Linked DNA regions of Mus musculus: regions 1 and 3 are each linked to region 2. Evidence: chromatin contacts called from public HiChIP or PLAC-seq data. All regions are on one chromosome and are shown on one strand. The core of a region is the stretch at or near the end of the contact, and the rest is flanking DNA. Distances in the headings are between cores, read along the strand shown.

Region 1 (4,327 bases), core at 671-3,170, 620 kb after region 2:
TATGGGATGGATCCCCAGGTGTGGCAGTCTCTAGATGGTCCATCCTTTCGTCTCAGCTCCAGCATGTCTCTTAGGGTAATGTTCTCATTTCATTTAGCCTGGCACACACCTTTAATCCCAGCACTCAGGAGGCAAAGGCAGGCAGATTTCTGAGTTCAAGGCCAGCCTGGTCTACAGAGTAAGCTCCAGGACAGCCAGGGCTATACAGAGAAATCCTGTCTTGGGGGGGGGGGGGGAGGGAAAGAAAAAGAAAAAAAAAAAATCAAGTTTCATCTATGTAGCAACAAATCAGCTCTCCCTTCCTTTTTATGTTTAGATAATATTCTGAAGTGTTACATTTTACTCATACATTCAGCAGTCGATTCTTTCTACTCTCCAGATGTTACAAATAATACAGCCAAAACAGTTTACAAGGTTTCTTTGTTCATTAGTTTGTTTGTATAAAGTGTCTTAGTATTTGTGATGTACTTTCAAACCTCTTGTCTCACTGGCCCTCACAAATACTGTGTGGAACAAGACAGTCTCATTTATTTTATTTTATTTTATTTTATTTTTTTCAATCTGACATGATTCTTTCAAACCGGCTATCTCAGTTGTTTTATTGTTGCCCCTCCTCCCACACAGTGCGACAAAGGACATCAAGAGCACCAGAAGGAGGGCGTCAGAAAGCCTCTGGGGACAGGAATCTCCCTGCGTTGCAGACACTTCTCCAAGAACTGCTTGAGACGTATGAAAGAGCCCATCTGTCCTGAGCTCGTGATGGCCTCAATTCTGGGCAAGTAGTCCTCTTGGATGAAAAGTATCATCTTCCAGAACTGGACCTGGTTCTGCTTCATGAGGGCGTTCCCACACACCTCCAAAAAGTCAAACAGGAGAGTGGCTGTTACACCTGAGAGAGGCTCCATGTTTAAGATCTGTGCCAACCAGCGCCAGCCATGATTTAAGCCATGAGGATGAACCTCCTGCCGGTTTGCATATGGCCACTGGAGCTGGATGATGGCGGCATACAAACGGATCATCCCAGACATGCGTTTCAGAAAGCTTTCCTGCCGCTCAACCTTGGAATCCACAACTTGATAGCCAAGCATCCGTTGATAATCCTCCAAAGCCATCCCTTCCTTGAAAGCTGGGTAGAAAGGAACGGAGTATGGACACTTCTTGTGGAGATGAGCAAGAATGAGGTCTCCCACTTTGGGGTGGAGCATCCAGATACCAGAAGCCACCGCCGCAATGGGGAATGCCGCTTCGTGGTGAGAGGCCACTTCCTTCTCCCCTTGTTTCACAAATTTCTCTGCCAGTTTGTACTGGACAAAGTCCAGCCCCTGAGGGTTAAGAGTGACAGACACGGAACGCCCTCCAGATTGGACAGGCTTTCCCGAGAGCAGACTGTGGAGCTTATCAAAGACCTCCTTCAGCTTTGAACCTGAGATGCCGGAGATCTGGCTCACTGGAATGGTGGCTGCCTTCCGCAAATCCGTCCTTATCTTTTTCGTCTGACTGTCCTTGCTGCTGGTCAGGTCCTCAAAGGCCAACACACATTTGGCGGAAGCATCCTGAAGTTGCTGGTACCACTGCAGTGTACTATCTTGTACCTTCCCCTGCAGGTCTTCATTCTGCGAACCTGTTGGGCTTGGGCTGGGTGCAGAGCTCTGGGTGGGAACTCCTGGCCCCTGCTGCATCTGTGACTCCTGCCGCTTGACTTGGGCCTCTTCCTCCTCGTTCTTCTTCTTCACTTCAGAGGCTCTGGTGATCTCCTGCTCCAAACTCAAGAGGAGGTCCTGCATTTCCTGCAGGGCCAGCTCGGCCTCAGCTTGGTTCTCGGCCGTGGGAATGCCACTCTCCAAAGTGCTGCAAATGATGCCGGAGATGACGCTACACAGCTGGTTGCCCTGGGTCTGGAAGGCAGCCAGGTCCACATTCAGCAGGTCTTTGTGTTGACTGGAGGCATCCAGCTGCTGATTGAGCTGCAGGACCTCCTCTTGCAGGGTGTACAGGCTGCGCAGACGGGCCTGGCCTTCCTCCTTTCGAAGCTGCTCCTGCTCTGCCTGCTTCTCACGCTGCCGCTGCTCTGCCTCTTGAAGCATTAGCTTGAGAATCTTGGCTCTGTGGTGATGCTCAGCTTTCAGCTTCTCCTGATGACCCAGGGCTTCTCTGATACTCTTCTCCATCACTTCCTCTAAGTCCCGTAACTCCTTATTCATCTTCAACTCCTTCAGCTCGTCAAACTTCTTTAGCTGTTCGGATGCCATCTCTGAGAAGGCTTGCACCTTCCTTTCTTGCTCCTCCTGCCACTTCGTCAGGCCCTCTGTTGCTCTTATTCCAGATGCCGATTCGAACATTCGGATACAACCTTCCACTTTGATCGCTGGAGAGGACTGAAGTGCAATAGGTTCTGTGAACCGGGAGTCATGTGTGTTCTGGGTTCCATTCGATGTTGAGGGTGAGAGTGATTGTAGGGTACTTCTGACAGGAGACTTGAGTAGTGAGGATTGGTACAGGCCTGAAGCAGATCCAGAGGATGATGGGTTATCCGAGGAAGGACCATTCTCTTGAGTGTGGCGTAAGGTGTTGGGTAGAATGTGATCTACCACCCATCCAGAGTAAGAAGATAGTTTGGGGAGAGATCTGCATTCTTCCAAAACATCCTGGTTGTAGTGCAGACGGCCTTTGCTGGAGTTGCGGAGCGCCTTCAGGGTTTCCCAGCTGTGACCATCGGACGGCCTTGACCTGGGGAGCACCATCTTCTCTGAAGGAGGACTAAGACACGAGAGAAAGAGGATTCTTTCTTTCTGAGATAGGGTTTTTCTGTGTATTCGCAGCTACACTGGGACTCTTTCTAGACCAGGTTGGCCTAGATCAGATATCTGCTTTCCTCTACCTCCCTAGTGTAAGGCAGCAAGGAGAGACTACTGTGTCTCACCCTGGGCAGAGCTTGAGTATATATACATTTCCCCAAAGCCCCGCCTCCACAGTGACACACCTCTAATCCAACAAGGCCACACCTCCCCATAGAACCACACCCTACTCCAAGCATAATTCAATCACCACACCAAACAAACAAACAAACAAACAAACAAAAGAATAATCCTTACCGAATACTGGGTTTCTAAGGTAATGAGACACAAAAAAGAGGCTACAGAACACAATGTTAAAATAATGAATGTGAGAAATCAAAAGGCATAGACCAAAACCTGGGATGTAGGATTGAAAGAAAGGGATGGATATGTGTTCTTACAGTCACGTCTCATTTTTCATGAAGGCATATCATTTGAGTTGCTTGTACCATGATGATCCCTCATTGTCCTATGGTTATATAGAGAACAGCAATTTTACTACAACACAATTAAGAAAGTAGACCTATAAAACTGATTCGGTGTCACAGTGCGTAAAGGTTCTTGCTGCCAAACTACCTGAGTACAGTCTCAGATAGATGGAGAAATCAGACTCTCTCAGGTTATTTTCTGACCTTCACACGGGTGTTGTGGTAGTTTTACACATACACACACTCACACACACAAACAAACCCCCATACACTCATACACTACATATAACAAAATGTGTAACTTCATTTTATATATATATATATATATGTGTGTGTGTGTGTGTGTGTGTGTTTTGTCTGCATGTATATCTGTAGCACATGCATTCCTAGTGCCCTGAGGAGGCTAGAGAGGGCATTGGACCCACTGGGTACTAGAGTAGCAGGTGTTTCTGGGCCACCATGTGAGTGTTGGGAATTAGTGTTCTTAACTGGTCTCTTTAACCTAATAAAATTTATTTTTTTTGATGTTTGTAGAACATGATTTTAATATTTTCAACTGTTAATATTCAACAAACAGAATAATTATTTTAAGACATATTTTGTTGTTACGTCTCCCTTTCCATTTCTGATTTCATTAATTTGGATACTGTCTCTGTGCCCTCTGGTTTAGTCTGGCTAAGGATTTATCTATCTTGTTGATTTTCTCAAAGAACCAGCTTCTGGTTTTGTTGAATCTTTGTATAGTTCTTTTTGTTTCTACTTGGTTGATTTCAGCCCGGAGTTTGGAGTTTGATTATTTCCTGCTGTGTATTTGTTTCTTTTTGTTCTAGAGCTTTCAGGTGTGCTGTCAAGCTGCTAGTGTAAGCTCTCTTCAGTTTCTTTTTGGAGGCACTTAGAGCTATGAGTTTTCCTCTTAGCAATGTTTTCACTGTGTTCCATAAGTTTTGGTATAATGTGTCTTCATTTTCATTAAATTCTAAAAAAAAACCTTTAATTTCTTTTTATTTTTTCCTTTACCAAGTTATCATTGAGTAGTGTTGTTCAGCTTCCATGTGTAAGTGTGCT
Region 2 (4,414 bases), core at 79-2,578:
AAATAAAATTACTTATTTGTAAATAAATTTTCCTTTTAAAATAAGTGCATCTGGACTTTTAAAGAACTAACTAATCACTTTTTGTACAAAAATCGAAAACTCTTTGGTCAGTAAGAGTTCAGATAGTTCTAGCAGCTATGGTTCAAACAAACAAACAAACAACTGACCCTGAAGCCAGGAGAAGCACAGGAAAGTATACAACCTAACCTCAGCCCCCAAACAAATTAGAAGGAAGAGGTGAATGCCCGTGGGGTTCCATGTAAGGAATAAACAGCCGCACCAGGTCCCAAGGTAATTAGCTACTAGTCCTCTGGGACTTGGAACGGTCCCAGGAGAACACAGGAACTCTGGAGCACCAGGTAAGCCCCAGCCAGGAAGACACAGGAGGCAAAGGTTGGAGCAGCACCACGGGACAGGACGGCAACGGGGGCAAGAGGCTAGCTAGAAGCTAGGACTGGAGTACCGACTCGCAGGGGTGTGCACTGGGAACCCTGGACTGCAAGCCAGCGGTGGGAACAGGGGTTCTGTCAGGATGGGGAGATGGAGGGACTAGGTCCCAGGTTAGAAGGGTGTGGCGAAGGTCCGGAACTAAAGACCTTTGAAGAAAGACTTTGGACTAGAGAGGTCGTGTGAGGTCCAGGGTCCCAGAATGGGTGGGTCCTGAGTGGGATGAGCCCTGTGGATCAGGGTCCCAGACTGGAGATGAATTGTGGAACAGGGTCCCGAGACTGGAGGGGATCTGGAGGGTTGGTCAGTGGTTTATGGTGCTATAGGACGGGGTCCAGGGACAGAAGAGTCTGTGGGTCTGGGTCGGGGTCCCGTGATAAAGGGGGCGCTGGAGAACCTGATTCCGGACTGAAAGGGCGCAGTGGGACGGTCTGGGGCTGTTGGGGTTCCCAAGACTAAAGGCGCGCGGAGGGGGATAGGTCCCAGACTAGGGGAGTAAGACAGATCCGCCTGACGGCACCAGGATCTCGGTGGACTACGGGGACGTGGGAGAGAGGGTGGCCGCTCCGTCCGGGGTGACAACAAGAAGGGAGGCAGAATCGCGGACCCCACGATCCCCACGCCTCGTGGTCGTCACCACCTCACGCCCCGGCCCCCGCGTGCTCCCAGACTCTACCTGTCCTCGCTAGCGGTGATCACGCCGTCCTCCTTGGGGATGAGCAGCGCGGCGGTGACGGCGTCCTGGTGGCCCTCTATCTTGCTCAGCAGCACCGGGCGGCTGCTCTGAGGCCTGGAGTGGATCTCCGCCGCCATGTTCGAGCCGCGGCCTCCCCCGCGGGCGGCCCATCAGCTGACCGCCGGGCGGGGACGCGCCGGTTGCTTAGGGCAACCCAGCCGCGTGTGCTCCACGCCGCCGTAAGCTCGCGAGCACTGCCGCAGATTCCCGTAGTACTTGGTGAAGCCGCACAGTTATAATTCTGTGACCCCGGAAGGAACCCTAAAAAAACAAAAACAAAAACAACAACAAAAAACAGGATCTTGGTGAAGGTTAAAAAGCCAAATAATTCTCCCGGAAACGGATTGAGCTGAGCAGTAGCAGAACACAAGCACCTGCCCCTCAAACAGTATCGCACCGCATCCACCCTAAGAAGCCATTGTTTGAAAGACACACCCCAATTTCAGGCTTGTTAAAAGGTGGAAAAAAAAAAAAAACTCACAAGCAGCTCCCCCTGGGAGCTGCGACTGGTACCATCATCCAAACGCTCATAGCCTGTGCATAATTCTACTCTATGATTGTTAACATTGTGCAAACTACCACAATGGGACACTTTTCTGTTCAGGAGATTGTGACTATCTCCCCACCCCCACCCCCAGTTACAGCTTTCTCCTCCAGTTAGAATATACAATTTTTTATTTACCTCAGCCCGCCCCTCAACACCACCATTTCCTGCCAACTTCCTGTCCGAAGAAAAGCTCTTTTTCCTTAAACCTTCTCCAAATCACCCAGCACCAACCCTTATCCTTCAGTTGCTGTGTTACCCAGATGCCAAATGGCTCCCTCTCCACGAGGCACCCTCTGCTAACACACAGCCAACCTCACTTGTCCAACTGCAGGTGAATTCCTGATGGGTTTTGGCTGGACGACACTGATAGTATGTTTTAAGGGCCATAATCGAGAAACCCAGTCAGAATTTCACACAGCTCCCTTTTCAGCCCTTCATCCCACACACGCTGTTACTACTATTACCCAAACTGCAGTACACACAAACCACGGGTTCTTGACCCACAAACCCTGAACTAAAATAACCCCTTCCTTCCTTCCTTCCTTCAGTTGCCTTTAGTCTGGTAGTTTGCTTCACAGCAGTGAAAAAGGTAACTAATCCAGCGGGAAAATTCTTACTTAGAAAGTACAAGGTTCTGAGTGTTGGGTAGCAGTTTTCTCTGAGGTTAAAAGAGTTCATCTGAGAGGGAAGCTCAGTAAGACAGAGGGTGCTCACAGGGTGTTCGAAGAGAAGGTGAAACTTTGCTGCCTCGGGGAAGCTTCTGGTGCTCCGAAAGTGAACAACTCAAAATAGCTTGAGGAAGTTCCTGAAACTGACCGGATAGTCTAGGCCCCTCCCTAAGCATGTAGAAGTATAAAAATGACTGAGAGACTGACAGATAAGCTGAGCTTCCAGCTGCGTGGGAGGAGCCCAGACTTATTTGGCTGCCTGGAAGAAATCGAGATCAGGCAAGGCCGTGCCTAGAAGAAGCAGAGGCTGGCTGTGTGTCCTAGAAGAGCACATGGCAACTGCCTAAGGATGACACTCTCCAACCTGTGAAGCTGTTTGCAGGCTGTGCATTGTGCTCCGGATTTCCAGCTTTCATGAGCTGTCACCTGTGCTCAAGTGAACTCTGGGGTGATATAACTGTCTTCTGGGTCGTTTCTGCTCCTGAAAATAACCCCTTACCTATATGCTCTTGTAAGTAACCCTGATAAAACTCACTGGTTCACCAAACTGGATTTTAGTGGCATCTCTAGAGTGTTGTTGATTCCCTATCTGGGGTACTTAGACATTTGTTCATGTGTCACAGAACACAGAATTCTAGCTACAGTAATAACAGAATCAGACAGGACAGAGAAAGGGCTGACATTCCACTGAAGAAAACAAATAATAAGTGAAATAAATTAGATCATATCCTACACTAGATAATTTCGGGTGTAGTGAAGAAAACAGAGGAACGAGAGGTAGCTCAGACAGAGTTAGAATTCGAGCTACTGGTGTGGAGAACGCATAGATGACCAGAGAGAGCCACCTTCAGTGAAGAAATATGACCACAGTCTCTAGCCTTTGGGTGCTTCCGGTTCTGCTTCAGCTGCTGATAGGCCCCAGGTGCCAGCCATGTCTTTTGTAGGACATCTTGTATTTTACAACTAATCAAGACAGAAACACAAAGATCCGACTGACCCTCAGGACACATTGCTACTCAACACTGTCTCCAGAGCTTGGCCTGAGTGGGGCTTGACCAGCCCTCTACTACTAACAATTATTCCTGCCTAATCTTGCTAGCACCCTTCCCTACACAGGTATTAGGCTCTAATATCCTGGGTGGCAACTTCTAGCTCAGTCTCTGCTTGGAGCGAATACAATCTGAGGCAGGTGACCAGGCCTCCTTGCAAAGATGTTTAAGTCAGTTAGAAGTAATGTGAAAAGGTCAAGGACCTTGATACTCTTGGAAATAAAAATTTTCAATTCCCCCAGTAACATACTGTTCTCTTCAGAGGGAGCCACTGACAATGGATCTTTAGTCAGTGATGACTCCGACCTACAGAGGATAAGTCTGGATCTGAGTCACCTCCTAGGACACTTAGCTGGAGGAGATAACAAGGCCGGAACTGAGCTGGCTTCCAAAATTCTTCATGGTCTCACCAATTATAATGAAACAAACTTAGCAACCAATCAGAATTGTACCAATGTCACTGCTTTGCCACTACTGATAATATTAGAGGTTACTTAATCCTTCTGGAAATTTCCCCTAGCCTTACATAAAAAGGGGCTTACAAGCCCCTCTAGTGGTTGCCATTTTGATGAACGGTTGACCCTTGCATGTAGAATAAACACTCTTTGCCTATGCATACTATCTGAGTCTGGTGTCTTCCTTCAGCAATTCTTGGACCCTAACAGTAAGCCCTATGGAAAGTGGGCAGAATGCTCTCCTAGACAAGGAAATAGAATATGTTTTTGCCCAGAGGTGAGCAGAGATCTGTGGTAAGAAGACAGCAACCTGTTATGCTACGGTAGGGCAGGGTGTGAGTGAGAAAGATAAGACAGACAGAATAGATAATGCTCAGCCCAGAGAACTTGTAAAGATTTTGGGTTTGATAAAATCTTGCTATATAGCCAAGATGGTTTTGAACTCACAGTCCTCCTGCCTCAGATTCCCTAGTGCTGGAATTATAGGTGTGTGCAATCATGTACAGCTACTT
Region 3 (4,370 bases), core at 343-2,842, 650 kb after region 2:
AAGTGGAGGCCAAAGGGACTGTTGCTGCCCTTTTCTGCAGGTACTGAGTCTAGGAGTACTGTGAGGTACTAGAGGATCAGTATCGCTTAGGCTCCTGAAAGCTGGGCACAATCTGAAGGCTCCATTTTCATGGGGATGCTGTAGTTGTCAGTCAACCGGCCATTTCTTATCATGGCAGCAACAACTTATCATGAATTGTTAAGCTGTTCCAGAGAACTTCAAACCACAGACACCAGAGAAGACTTCAGGAAATCTCTGTGGCTGTAGCAGCCACCTGTGTAGCTAAGGCTTTGTTTCTTTGACAGCGTTGGCCTTGGGGCCACCTGCTTCAGTTTTCTTGCAGGAACAAAGGTTTCATTTTGCTCACAGTGCAGAGCAGCTTGAGATGACCTCAGGATAACTATGTGCAGCACTCCAGATGAGCCTGGATCTCCTTAGAGCAGTCTCCAGAAGGTGTTGGAGAAGCACCTTCCTGACCCATAATGGCTCCTATATACAGGTGACTGACTGGCATATAGTAAGTGGTGGTGTATTTCATCTTGGGTTATTTGGGGAAACTTCCTTTCCTGACTGCTATTTGGTTATGCTTCCCAACATGTTGCAAATTAGATCACAATAAAGTCTCTTGTGAATGTTTTTTATTGCCTGTTTCTGATCTTTATTTAAAGAAGACCAGTGGGTGATTTTTTTTTTTTTTGGTTGCCAGCCCCGTGCACACCAAGCAGTAGCATTTACTGCCCTGGTTCTGAACCTGTGGGTCAAGACTCCTTTGAGGTGTGTTGAATGACTCTTTCCCAGGGGTTGCCTAAGACCATCAGAAAACAGAGATATTTATTTACCTAACAGTAATAAAATTACAGTTATGAAGTAGCAATGAAAATAATTTTATGGGTGGGGGTCACCATAACATGGAGATCTGCATTAAAGGGTAGCAGCATTAGGAAGATTGAGAGCCACAGATCTAGAGGGTGACTGAAGAGGTCTAGAGAGCCTTGGGAAGCAGAGCTTATGGAGATGATGAACCACTGTGGAAGTGCTGAGAAGGGAAAGGTTACAGAGGAATTGCAAACTCCAGCTGCTAGAAGAGCTGCATAGAGCTTCCGAGTCACCCAGCAGAGCCAAGAGATAAGGACCTGACCCTCAGAGCTCAGAACTGTCATTCTAGTTGCTGGGTACTGAGCCATTGGAACTCAAGGTCTAGACTCGAGAATCTAGAGCCGTAGTTCTCAACCTTGCAAATGCTGTGACACTTTAAGACAGTTCCTCATGTTGGGTTGCCCTCCCCAACCATAAAATTATTTTTGTTGCTACTTCATAACTGTAGTTTTGTTACTGTTGGGAATCATAATGTAACTATCTGAGACTCAGAATATCTGGTATGTAATTCCTGTGAGGGTTGGGACCCACAGGTTGAGAACGGCTGCTTTAGGCTTCTAAGCCTCAGGGTTTTCAGAACCTAGATCCACGAGCCTCTGCTTCTTAGGATTTGTTGCTATAAGCTTCTGGCTTTGAAAAGTCAGCTTGAAAGCCTCTGGCACTCACATCTAAGGCTGTTAACTCTAAGGAGCTATTCTTTTTCTAGGCACGACTTCCTTCTGAGTGGAGATCTGAAACTCTCATCTGATGTTTGCTCCCCACTTCTGCAAATGTCTTTCTGCTTTTTCAGGAGATGGCAATTGTCACGGTGAATTTGTCTCCCATCATCGAAACAAGACTTATCTCCAGAAAGAAAGCTTTTCAAAGAATTGCCCAAATTGTTGTTTGGCCTCCTTAGTCCACCTTGTGCTTTTTCTGCTCTTCTTGCTATAGAGTATAATGCTTGAAAGAGGGTGTTATGCACAAAATATGAGCTCTTCAACAAGAGAGGAGAAACTGATCATTGACTTAGGAAAGTTTATGGATATATGTAACCTTACATTTATCATACCTCAGGTCACAGTCGAGCGTGGCAAGATTTAAAATATGCTTGTAGTTTTTGGCACATGGTAAATGTACAGTGTACTGTGATGCTCGAAACACATGCCTTTTCGTATATACAAAATATTTAAGGCTGAGGTAGAATATGATGTAAAAATATTCTTCACTCATAAATTAGGTGGTGTCTTAGTCAGGGTTTCTATTCCTGCACAAACATCATGACCAAGAAACAAGTTGGGGAAGAAAGGGTTTATTCGGCTTACACTTCCATACTGCTGTTCATCACCAAGGAAGTCAGGACTGGAACTTAAGCAGGTCAAGAAGCAGGAGCTGATGCAGAGGCCATGGAGGGATATTACTTACTGGCTTGCTTTCCCTGGCTTGCTCAGCCTGCTCTCTTATAGAACCAAGACTGCCAGCCCAGGGATGGTCCCACCCACAAGGGGCCTCCCCCCCCCCCATCACTAATTGAGAAAATGCCTTGCAGTTGGATCTCATGGAGGCACTTCCTCAATTGAAGCTCCTTTCTCTGTGATAACTCCAGCTGTGTCAAGTTGACACAAAACTAGCCAGTACAGGTGGGAATGAACGATCTAAGACCCCAGAGAATCCTGAGACTTGGAGACAGGCCCTGGAATAGCTTTAGAAGCTTTTCAACATTCCTGACCTCAGTAGTCAGAAGAGGCAGCTATGGAAGCATCTAGATTTTTGTTGTAGTGTTCCTGTTGAATTTCTGAAGTCCAGATGACCGCGGACATTTCAATAAGTTTAGAGTATTGGCATTTTAGTATTGCCGAAGAGCAGGTATTAAACTTACTGTAGAAAATTAAGAACAGTATTTGATCAATGCAAAAGCTAGCTTCTCTCCACAATGCTTCAAGTATGACTTTAAGAACTGTCTTTACAGAAGCTGATGATGATAGAAAAGTCTGGTGGGTGCAGTGGATAATACTGGGATCTGCTAAAATATTCTTTTGTATTACACTGTTTCTGAATCTTCTTTTCCCTCTGTGTTCTTTTGTGCCCAACATATTTTGTCTTCGCAGAGTACCACCCTAGAGGTACTAGAGAATTTTGCCTGTTTATAGAACTCAATACCCTTTGGACTATAATAAAAAAGCAAGAATCTGAAAAAAAAATGAATCACCTTGGCTCCAACAGGAGTAACTGACCTGTTACCTACACTCCAGAGCTCCCCAGCAGGATCAGGCTGAAATTACAGCCCCACCCCACAGGTCTCTGCCTGAAATTGTACCTTAATTGGTTTCCTTCTCTAGTTCTTCTTCTTCTTCTTCTTCTTCTTCTTCTTCTTCTTCTTCTTCTTCTTCTTCTTCTTCTTCTTCTTCTTCTTCTTCTTCTTCTTCTTCTTTATTTTTCCTAATCATTTCCACCTCTATTTAAATCTACCCCTTGTACAGGAAGCCCAATCTCAAGGTCACTTTCTGGGGGATCTGAGACAGTAAAGGGAGAAAGGAAAGGAAGTGAGCTGGATTACAAAACTACACAGTTTCTCCCAGCATGCTTGCTTTAGACCTTCACTGATATTTTATAAAATTACTATACAGCCATAGCAGCAGAAAGACAGTGTAAAGGATATTATAGCCCAGTCTCTGCTCCTCATCTAAGTGTCTTTGTTAATATCTTATTTTTAAAAAAATATTTATTTATTTATTTATTTAATATGTGTGTGTACACTGTCGTTCTTCTCTGGTGAAAGGAGGGCATCAGATCCCATCACAGATGGTTGTGAGCCACCATGTGGTTGCTGGGAATGGAACTCGGGACCTCTGGAAGAGCAGCCAGTGCTCTTAACCACTGAGCCCTAAAATTAATGAATGAATGTAGTGAAGGCATGAGGTGATTTTGCTTTCTTTGTTTACAAACAGACAGTCAGTCAGTCAAAATTAGGAAAAGCAAATGCTACATTGAAATGAAAATGTCTGGCTACAATGAACATATGTTTATGTGTATGTTGCTGAGCTGTCCACACTTACGCCAAGGAGGGAACAATGAGAAGTTTTCTCCTCTCCTCTCCATCTTTTATTGTATTCAGGTTCTCAGTGCCCCATGGAGGAGATGGTGCCCACCTATGATGCGACGGAGATTTGTTTTAACTCGGTCCTCTGACTCAAATGCAAATCTCATCCAGAAATACCCTTACAAATACAGCCAGAAGTAATTTTTTTCACCCTGGGGATTTACCCTGTGGTATCTTGCTTGCTAAACAAGCGTTCTACCATCAAGCTACAGCCCCAGCCCAGAATTAGTGTTTTTTGTGTGTTTTTTCTTTGATGTGGGCACTTCCAAGTTAGTTAAGCTCACATATGAAAGGAACTACTATATCTGCTCATATCTGATTAATCAGACAGCCAAGAAACGAGAAGTCTTTTGAGACTTCTCAGGCTAGCAAAAAGCTTCTAGAGGGTTAAAGGAAAAGGCAGCAAGTGCTGTAA

Evidence for each region. HiChIP or PLAC-seq counts read pairs in DNA pulled down with a chosen protein or histone mark.
Region 1: an H3K4me3 HiChIP or PLAC-seq map of bone marrow-derived macrophages shows a contact between it and region 2, with 4 times the contacts expected there. The contact joins the enhancer-like site here to the promoter of Wdfy1 in region 2. A contact is called at or near these places in 2 of 39 promoter capture datasets (the 3T3-L1 cell line and hippocampal neurons), 1 of 484 Hi-C or Micro-C datasets (cortical neurons) and 1 of 115 datasets of contacts at active chromatin or transcription factors (bone marrow-derived macrophages).
Region 3: an H3K4me3 HiChIP or PLAC-seq map of bone marrow-derived macrophages shows a contact between it and region 2, with 6 times the contacts expected there. The contact joins the enhancer-like site here to the promoter of Wdfy1 in region 2. A contact is called at or near these places in 5 of 115 datasets of contacts at active chromatin or transcription factors (acute myeloid leukemia, astrocytes, bone marrow-derived macrophages and 2 more).

Annotation. Positions count from the first base shown.
Region 1 is chr1:80,382,466-80,386,792 of GRCm38.p6, forward strand. It overlaps the pseudogene Gm6189. Among named protein-coding and RNA genes, the nearest start is that of Gm38673, 44 kb to the right of the region's middle. Within about 2 kb of position 1,921, at least 59 of the 459 cell types and tissues checked have an H3K27ac peak or open chromatin away from gene starts, as enhancers often do. A contact at or near this core is called in bone marrow-derived macrophages, where this site is marked.
Region 2 is chr1:79,760,441-79,764,854 of GRCm38.p6, forward strand. It overlaps Wdfy1 (WD repeat and FYVE domain containing 1), which reads right to left and starts at 1,329. Exons shown (of 12, transcript NM_001111279.1): 1 at 1,124-1,329. The coding sequence starts at 1,260.
Region 3 is chr1:80,412,414-80,416,783 of GRCm38.p6, forward strand. No RefSeq gene overlaps it. Among named protein-coding and RNA genes, the nearest start is that of Gm38673, 14 kb to the right of the region's middle. Within about 2 kb of position 1,593, at least 12 of the 459 cell types and tissues checked have an H3K27ac peak or open chromatin away from gene starts, as enhancers often do. A contact at or near this core is called in bone marrow-derived macrophages, where this site is marked.